Regions from separate parts of the Triticum aestivum genome. Here region 2 is linked to region 1. A link is a contact called in public Hi-C data. All regions are on one chromosome and are shown on one strand. Each heading gives the region's core, a stretch centred on a gene start, on an enhancer-like site or on the middle of the called end of the contact. The rest is flanking DNA. Distances are from core to core; before and after follow the strand shown. Region 1 holds the start of LOC123045337 (heavy metal-associated isoprenylated plant protein 20). Region 2 holds the start of LOC123045338 (histone-lysine N-methyltransferase SETD1B).

Region 1 (3,908 bases), core at 188-2,687:
ACTATGGACTATATACGGAGCAAAATGAGTGAATCTACACTTTAAAATGCATCTACATACATCCATATGTGGTTCATAGTGAAATCTCTCCACAGACTTATATTTAGGAACAAAGGAAGTACTTCATAAGAAAAAACTCATAATATTACTTTACCCATTACCAAAAGAAAAACAAGCCACACAAAATCGTACACGCGTAGATTTACTATTACTATGACTGCGATGGTATCTTAGGCCGTGTGGTCTCTAGGTGACTGGCCGGCTGGCTAGGGTGGAGATCGTCAAGATGGGTCGGTATCATCACATGATGGCGCAGGAGTTGACGTCCTCGTCGTTGAACATGTTCATGTACCGGACCTCCGGCGCCCCGGGGTCGGCCATGGCCTGCGGCGCGCCGCGGACGAAGCCCGCCGGCGCCTTCTTGTCGTAGGCGCCGCCGACGTAGGGATAGGTGGTGAGCGAGTACGGCACGTAGGGCCACATCTCGGCCACCTTCCCGGTGCTCTTCACCCGCGCCAGCACCTTGCTCGGCTCCACGAACCCCGTCACCGTCACCTTGCTCATCTTGGGGTTCACTGACACGGCCGTCACACCTTTGGCATCAACATGTACAGAATATGAAACGTTCATCAGCAGAATTTAACTTCACAAAACTATTCGCAACGAAAACTTTAGATTGCTTGATGTTGTTTCATTTCTGGATATCGCTACGTATGTAGGAGTATGTATGTGTGTACCCCGAATCGACTTGACGGCGTTCTTGACCCTCCTCTCGCAGCCCTCGCAGTCCATCTTCACCTTGATGTTTACCGTCTGCGGATCACAAACTACTCGAGTTAATCACGTGTATATATAAAACAACGAAATGGCAAAAAAAAAAAAAACAGGTCATCTCATGAGATGAGAAGTTGAAACTGTTTCCAAGCAAAACAAGAGAGCACACGCGTACTAAAAAAAAATGAATTCCACAAGCCTCACCTGCATCGGCCGCCTCTTCCTGAGCTTGAGGGCTGCCTTTGTGTCTGTCATGCTGCACAAATCGGAGAGGTGATCCAAGACGCCCATGATCTTATTGATCTGACACGACTGAAGCAGTAGTGTTCTCGGGTACAGAACCGTGAAGGGTCGTATATGTAGAGACGAAAGAGGAAGGAACAAGAAAATATCAGAGGATAAATTTAAATTTGTATGGTTAGGGTGGACGTGCAAGTCCATATTGATGCTTCTAGGCTGCAGAGAGCGAGCGATTAAACCACGGCGCTTTCGGATTAAATGAGCAAACACCCCTGCTTCCAGGATGACCATTCCCTGCTTCACAGGCCAGCTGTTTTGACAGGAAGCTGCTTCATTATTATTTCTTGTTTGTCGTTTCACGGAGATGATTTGTTTTGGTAGACTGGGAAATGCACGGCGTCAATTAGCTCTCTACTCGCTACCTAAACAAAACAGTACTACCTCTATCTAGAAGAATTAAATATGTGTTATATGTCATGAAAATTATATCACTAGATTTCTACACGGATGTAGTTTCTAAAATATATATATTTTTATCACATATAATACATAATTAAATAATTAAATCGCCGACCTAGACTTATTCACCGAGACGGAGATAGTACAAAGCAAGTAACTGCAGGTAGATGAAGCCTTCGACTGTTCTTCAGAAACAGAGCAACTACTCTCTCAAAAAGAAAAGAAAAAACTCAAAAGATATACTGGCATACAGCTTGCTCGTACATGCATCTATGTTTGTTTCGTTTACATAACAATTTCTAGTGCCTCGCTTCAAACTTCGAACTTCAAGAGAGTGAAAGAAGAGAGAGACAAAAAAAGAAGAGGAGAACACATAACTGAAAGGGCAGTGATATTAATCTAGGTACCATCACCAGGACACCAAGCTGAGATAACGAAATAAGAAGATGGTGTACCCAACTAGGCACTCAGAGCAGGCTCCAGCGGCTCTGCAATACCACCCCCGCTGTTGAGAACTACCACCTTACCATCCGAATCCACATCAACAATAGCAGAATCACCTTCCTTGACCTCGCCAGCCAGCATCTTTTCCGCCAGGCTGTCTTCCAAAAGCCTCATAATGGCACGTCGCAGAGGCCTGGCACCGTAGCTCGGGTTGTAACCTTCATCGACAACCCTATCCCGGAACTTCTCTGTTACCTGGAGGTCGATTTCCTTTGCCTTGAGCCTGTCAAACACCTCCTTGAGCATAATATCAGCGATCTCTTTCACCTCCAGCTTTGTCAGCTGCCGGAACACAATCATCTCATCCAATCTGTTCAAGAACTCTGGCCGGAAATACTGCTTCAACTCCTCGGTCACCAAGCTCTTGATCCTGTTATAGCTGGTATCTTTCTCGTCAGAGTCAAGGTCAAACCCAATCTTCCGGCCTCCCTTCTCGATGACACTGCTTCCGACATTCGATGTCATGATCAGCAGAGTGTTCTTGAAGTCAACTGTCCGTCCCTTGCTATCTGTCAGCCTCCCATCTTCTAAGATCTGAAGCATCATGTTGAAGACATCTGGATGTGCCTTTTCAATCTCATCAAAGAGAACAACTGTGTATGGACGGCGGCGGACTGCTTCTGTTAGTTGACCTCCCTCGGTGTAGCCAACATAACCTGGAGGTGATCCGATGAGTTTGGACACCGTATGTCTCTCCATAAACTCACTCATATCTAATCTGATCATGGCTTCCTCTGAGCCAAAGTAGTAGGATGCCAGAGCCTTTGCTAATTCTGATTTACCAACACCAGTTGGTCCAGAGAATATGAAGCTAGCAATGGGCCGATTTGGATTCTTGAGGCCAACACGAGCACGGCGGATAGCACGGCTAATAGCTTTGACAGCTTCATCCTGACCAATGATACGAGTATGGAGAGTCTCTTCCATCTTAAGGAGGCGGTCAGATTCATCAGATGAGACTTTCTCCACAGGTATACCAGTCCATGATGAGACGATGTGTTGAATATCTGCCTCTGTGACAAGAGGACCAACTTCGCCGGATTCAGTCTCTGCTTTAACCATTTCCTTGCTCTTGTCAATAATGGCTGTAATTTGGGCCTTCAACTCCATTTCCTCGTCTCTTAATTCCCCAGCCTGCCAATAAACAACAACAGTAAGATAACACGGAAGAAACAAAAATGGTTAATTTTAGTTGCATAAACATAACAAGGAAGAAAAGGCTGGCTTCTAGGCTATGATTAGAGGCACCTTACAAGTAATTCAACAATGTAAATATAGCCAAATGAACCAATAAACTTGCAACCAAGACAACATTAGCATCCTACTAAAGCAAACCATTTAGGAACCTTCACACAAAACTCCAGAATCTATGTATACCTTCTCAAAATCTTGGCCACGCACAGCCTCATTCTTGTCCTTTGTTATTTGGCGAAGTTTTTTGTCCAGCTCCTTGGCCTCATCAGGTAGCTGTAATGTAAGGGATAATGGTTAAACAAAAACAAGGCAGTGAAGCAGGCTCTCTGGGATCACAACTGTTCATAGTCAGTACCTGTGCATGCCTGAGCCTAACACGGGACCCCGCTTCATCAATCAAGTCAATAGCCTTGTCAGGCAGGAAGCGGTCACTACAGAAACAGCAAAAATAACACATGTTCATTACAGTGACAAATCAGATTATTGGCTCTACTACAAAAATATAAAGTGGAAAATATACAGTGTCTATATAATCTAAATATATAACTAGAACCAAGATTTTCATTATAGGAGGGCTAATAATCACCATGCATGTGTAGAGTCAACCAATGTCAAGGATAACAAGAAATTACAGTCAAGACTTCTTGCAATTTAATTATCGTTGTGCAGGCAATGACACCCTAGCAGATTAAGGGTGAAACGGCAGTATTATACTACCTCCTATAACACTTTTAGCG
Region 2 (3,899 bases), core at 1,387-3,886, 420 kb after region 1:
GACTTCAACCCACGGAGGGTAACAGTTGCGCGAGTCCACAGAGGGCTCCACCCACGAAGGGTCCACGAAGAAGCAACCTTGTCTATCCCACCATGGTCATCGCCCACGAAGGACTTGCCTCACTCAGGTAGATCTTCACGAAGTAGGCGATCTCCTTGCCCTTACAATTTTCTTGGTTCAACTCCACATCACGATGGAGGCTCCTAAGCGACACCTAATAAATCTAGGAGACACCACTCTCAAAAAGCTAATAGACGGTGTGTTGATGATGAACTCCTTGCTCTTGTGCTTCAAATGATAGTCTCCCCAACACTCAACTCTCTCTCACAGATTTGGTTATGGTGGAAGAAGAATTTTAGTGGAAAGCAACTTGGGGAAGGCTAGAGATCAAGGTTCAAATGGTTGGAATGGAATCTCTTGATCTCAACACATGAGTAGGTGGTTCTCTCTCAGAAAATGAATGGTGAAAGTGTAGGCACGTTCTGATGGCTCTCCTAAATGAGGGAGAAGGGGTGGAGGGGTATATATAGCCTCCACACAAGATCTAACCGTTACACATTTTTGACTCATCTCGGTGGCACCGATTACGAACTCGGTGGCACCGATCTGTTAAAAAATATGAATGTTAGGAATCTCGGTGAGACCGACTGGAACAACTCGGTGGGACCGATGTGCTAGGGCTTAGGGAAAACTTCATCTCGATGGTACCGATTGCATTAACTCGGTGAGACCAAAGTGAGTGCAACGAGCAACAGAGAATCTGTCAAGCCAACTCGGTGGGACCGATTGCAACAACTCGATGAGACCGAAGTGAATGCGACAAGTCACAGAGTGTTAGCAAGGCCATCTCGGTGGGACCAAGATCCGTATCGGTGTGACCGAACTGTTAGGGTTTCTGGAAGTGGCTATGTCATGATGAACTCGGTGGCTCTGGATGAAAGATAACGGTGGGGCCGAGTTGGAGTTTAGGGTTTTGGACATATTTGGGTGAAGAGAGTGGCTGATGGTTTTGGAGCAATACCACTATGCACTTTGAGCAAGTAGACCATTATGCAACACCTCATCCCGTTTTAATAGTATTGGCTTCCCTATGGACTCAGTGTTATATTAGATCACTTAAACAAAAATGAAGAGTCTTGAGCTTTTGGCAATCATTGTCCTTAGCATTTTGAAGGAATTCCACACCCTCTTGTCCTTGCCACTCCACTATTGAACTTATCTGAAACATACTAGATAAAACTATTAGTCCAACAAAAGATGTGTTGACATTAATTACCAAAATCACCCATGGAGCACTTGTGCTTTCACCCATGTTCTACTTCTCCTCGATGATGGCGGCGGGTGCAGACGTGCTGGCCATCATTTCGTCCATCTCTGCGAAGCCGACTTCTTTCTCCGCCGGCAGGGCGTGGTTATGCGTATATTGACGACGGATGGAGCGGTTGCAGACACGGGAGGAGCGGTACGACACGATGTTGTCCATGACAACCACAATGCCTGTGCCGCCATGCTCCCCCACGTGTCGGCCTGGAGCAACCTGCCACTCGTCGACGAGCTGGCTTGGAGTGGCGAATTGTTGAACGATGGAGCGGCTTGGACCTTCTGCATCCACAAGCTGGCCTGCAGCAGCCTGGAGCGTCGAGGGTGATGGAGTAGAGAGTTCCTTGCCTTGTATCCTGCGGTCTCGACGGGCCATCCAACCGGATTTTATGCCGGAGAACTCCTCTCCCTGCTTGTCGGATGCCATGGATATTGTGGAGAAAATGGTGCAAGAAGGATATGGGAGTGGAGTGTGGTGCGATTTTTGCCCGGCGTCTGACGCTGTTTAAATAGTGGGCCGACGACCGGAGCCAACCGGCGTTGTGTTCCATGACGGGTGGCTCACGAACGGACGTGTGGTCGGAGTAGATTTCTCGGCACACACACGGGTTTAATGGAGGAAGGCGGGCAGTCTATGGCCGTTTGAATGTGGCGAGGAGACGTGTTCAGTCGGGCGTGCAGCGGGCGACACTGTCTCGGCCAGCGCACCGCTTCAATGCCGACAATAAGAGGTCGCGGCCGTTTTGCACCGGCGTCAATGAGGAGCGGCCGCTCTCCAGCGGCATGAATGAGGACAGTTGGCGCCGGGCCGGAACGCGCGCGGGCGTGGTTTTTTTTATGGGCCTGGGTAGTCAGGAACGTGCGTGCAGTGGTCCGGGCGCCGGCAAAACCCCTCACTTTGTCTCCGGTATGAAAAAAAAATATCCGAATAGCGCGGTCCGGTTATAAGTAGATGGTTTAAGGGTCGATGTTGGAAATGCCTTTACATCCAAACCCATCTGCAATCATGTGCAAAATCTGAGCTGATTACTGATTGATCCCATATGGCAAAGTATAGGGGCTGATTGATCTGATACGGCAAAGTTTAGGGGCTGGTTTATCCTCTTTTAGAGTTCATTAGGGGTAATTTTTTGAGGAGGAAAAGTAATACTACTATACTACTGTACTTTTTTGCTTTTTTCTAGGGCTTCTTTTTTGCTTTTCTAGAAAATAGGAGTATTAACTGTGCATGTGACGTTCTAGCCCGTTTGGTTACCGACACCATAGCCCGGGCCCAAGCCCAAGCCGGAAACGATTATCGACCGCGAGTTGCCGTCTTCAACTTCAAACCTCGCAAGCCTCTCAGACTCGAAGCAAACCCCCATCTCAAACCCACAGCGCACGGCCGGGCCGAGAGGAACTTTCGAGAAGCTTCTGTAAGATTGGTTCGCTGCCTCGCGTCCGATCCATGGCGGCCGAGGGGGGCGGAGGAGGAGGCGGCGGCGGAGCCGGGGAGGGGTTCGAGGAGCGGGTGAAGCGCCTCTTCGGGTCGCGTCTCTTCGGCGACGTCCCGAGCTCCTCCTTCCCGGCAGCTTCCTGGTCCGTCGCCGCCGGAGATGTTGAGCGCCAGCGCTGGGCGCGCCCGTCGGAGGCGCGCGACGAGGAGGAGGAGCGCGCCGCGGCCGAGCGCGCCGACACGCCGTGCTCGTCCGCGTTCTACGATGCCAACGGGTGCCTCCGCGGCCGGAGGCGGCGGTCCAAGCAGGACTTTGAGGACGACCCCGAAGATGATGACGAGGATGAGGAGGATGTGAAGGGCGAGGACCATAGGAAGGAGGAGCAGGACGAGGAAGAGGAGGTTAGGGTTTCGATCGGCCTTGACCCGACTCTGGATCGGGAGGTGAGAGAAAAATAACTTTCGATTTTATTTGATTTGGCCATTTGCTATTCGATGCTGTATTGCTTGTGGAAATTAGGGCATTGATCAAGATAGTAAGGCCGATTTGGCTTCTTCATTTGCTACTCATACCCTACTGCTTGCTGAAGAAACGTTTCATCTGTAGAGTGTATTGATCTCCAGTCACCTAGCGGGATAGAAAAAGTGCTAAGTATGGGGGATTGGAGTATCGTTGTCATCAATTTGCTCACTTCATGTTGTTTGCTTGTTGTGATTTTCGCTTTTGATTTTTGTAATGGGGTCTTTCTCAAGGGAAATGCCGCAGGGGATGATAAGAGTCTATTCCACAGTTCCAATGGAACCTTAAGGACTGTTCATTTCTTTTGAAGGCCGTCTGCTTTTGCTAATTACTAGTACTAAGATAAATCATAAAGCAAACCAGACTGTTTGTAGACTTATATAAGATGACTTTAACATGAAAACGCTAAAATTATCTAAATCTGATACTAAATGCAGGTAAGGAGCTTTTGCTTTTGTATTTGGCATACCTATCTATTTGCACCTTGTTCTGATTGGGTGTGTTATCTTTCAGGAAGAGGAGGACAAATATGATAGAGCAGCATTTGGTAAAGAAGATGCTGCAGAACGTGTGTACATGAGTGAAATCATGGATGAGGGCATTAATATGAGCATCAATACTGTA

The links. A called contact is a pair of places that touch in the nucleus more often than the background predicts.
Region 2: a contact with region 1 is called in a Hi-C map of leaf, with 5 times the contacts expected there. The contact joins the promoter of LOC123045338 here to the promoter of LOC123045337 in region 1. A contact is called at or near these places in 2 of 5 Hi-C or Micro-C datasets (both in leaf).

What each region holds. Positions count from the first base shown.
Region 1 is chr2B:440,679,819-440,683,726 of IWGSC CS RefSeq v2.1, forward strand. LOC123045337 (heavy metal-associated isoprenylated plant protein 20) reads right to left here and starts at 1,438. Exons shown (of 3, transcript XM_044468340.1): 1 at 979-1,438; 2 at 738-813; 3 at 138-593. The coding sequence starts at 1,305. The coding sequence ends at 301. It overlaps LOC123045336 (chaperone protein ClpC1, chloroplastic), which reads right to left. Exons shown (of 10, transcript XM_044468338.1): 8 at 3,527-3,602; 9 at 3,355-3,444; 10 at 1,691-3,111. The coding sequence ends at 1,933.
Region 2 is chr2B:441,094,517-441,098,415 of IWGSC CS RefSeq v2.1, forward strand. LOC123045338 (histone-lysine N-methyltransferase SETD1B) reads left to right here and starts at 2,637. Exons shown (of 2, transcript XM_044468341.1): 1 at 2,637-3,199; 2 at 3,789-3,899. The coding sequence starts at 2,768.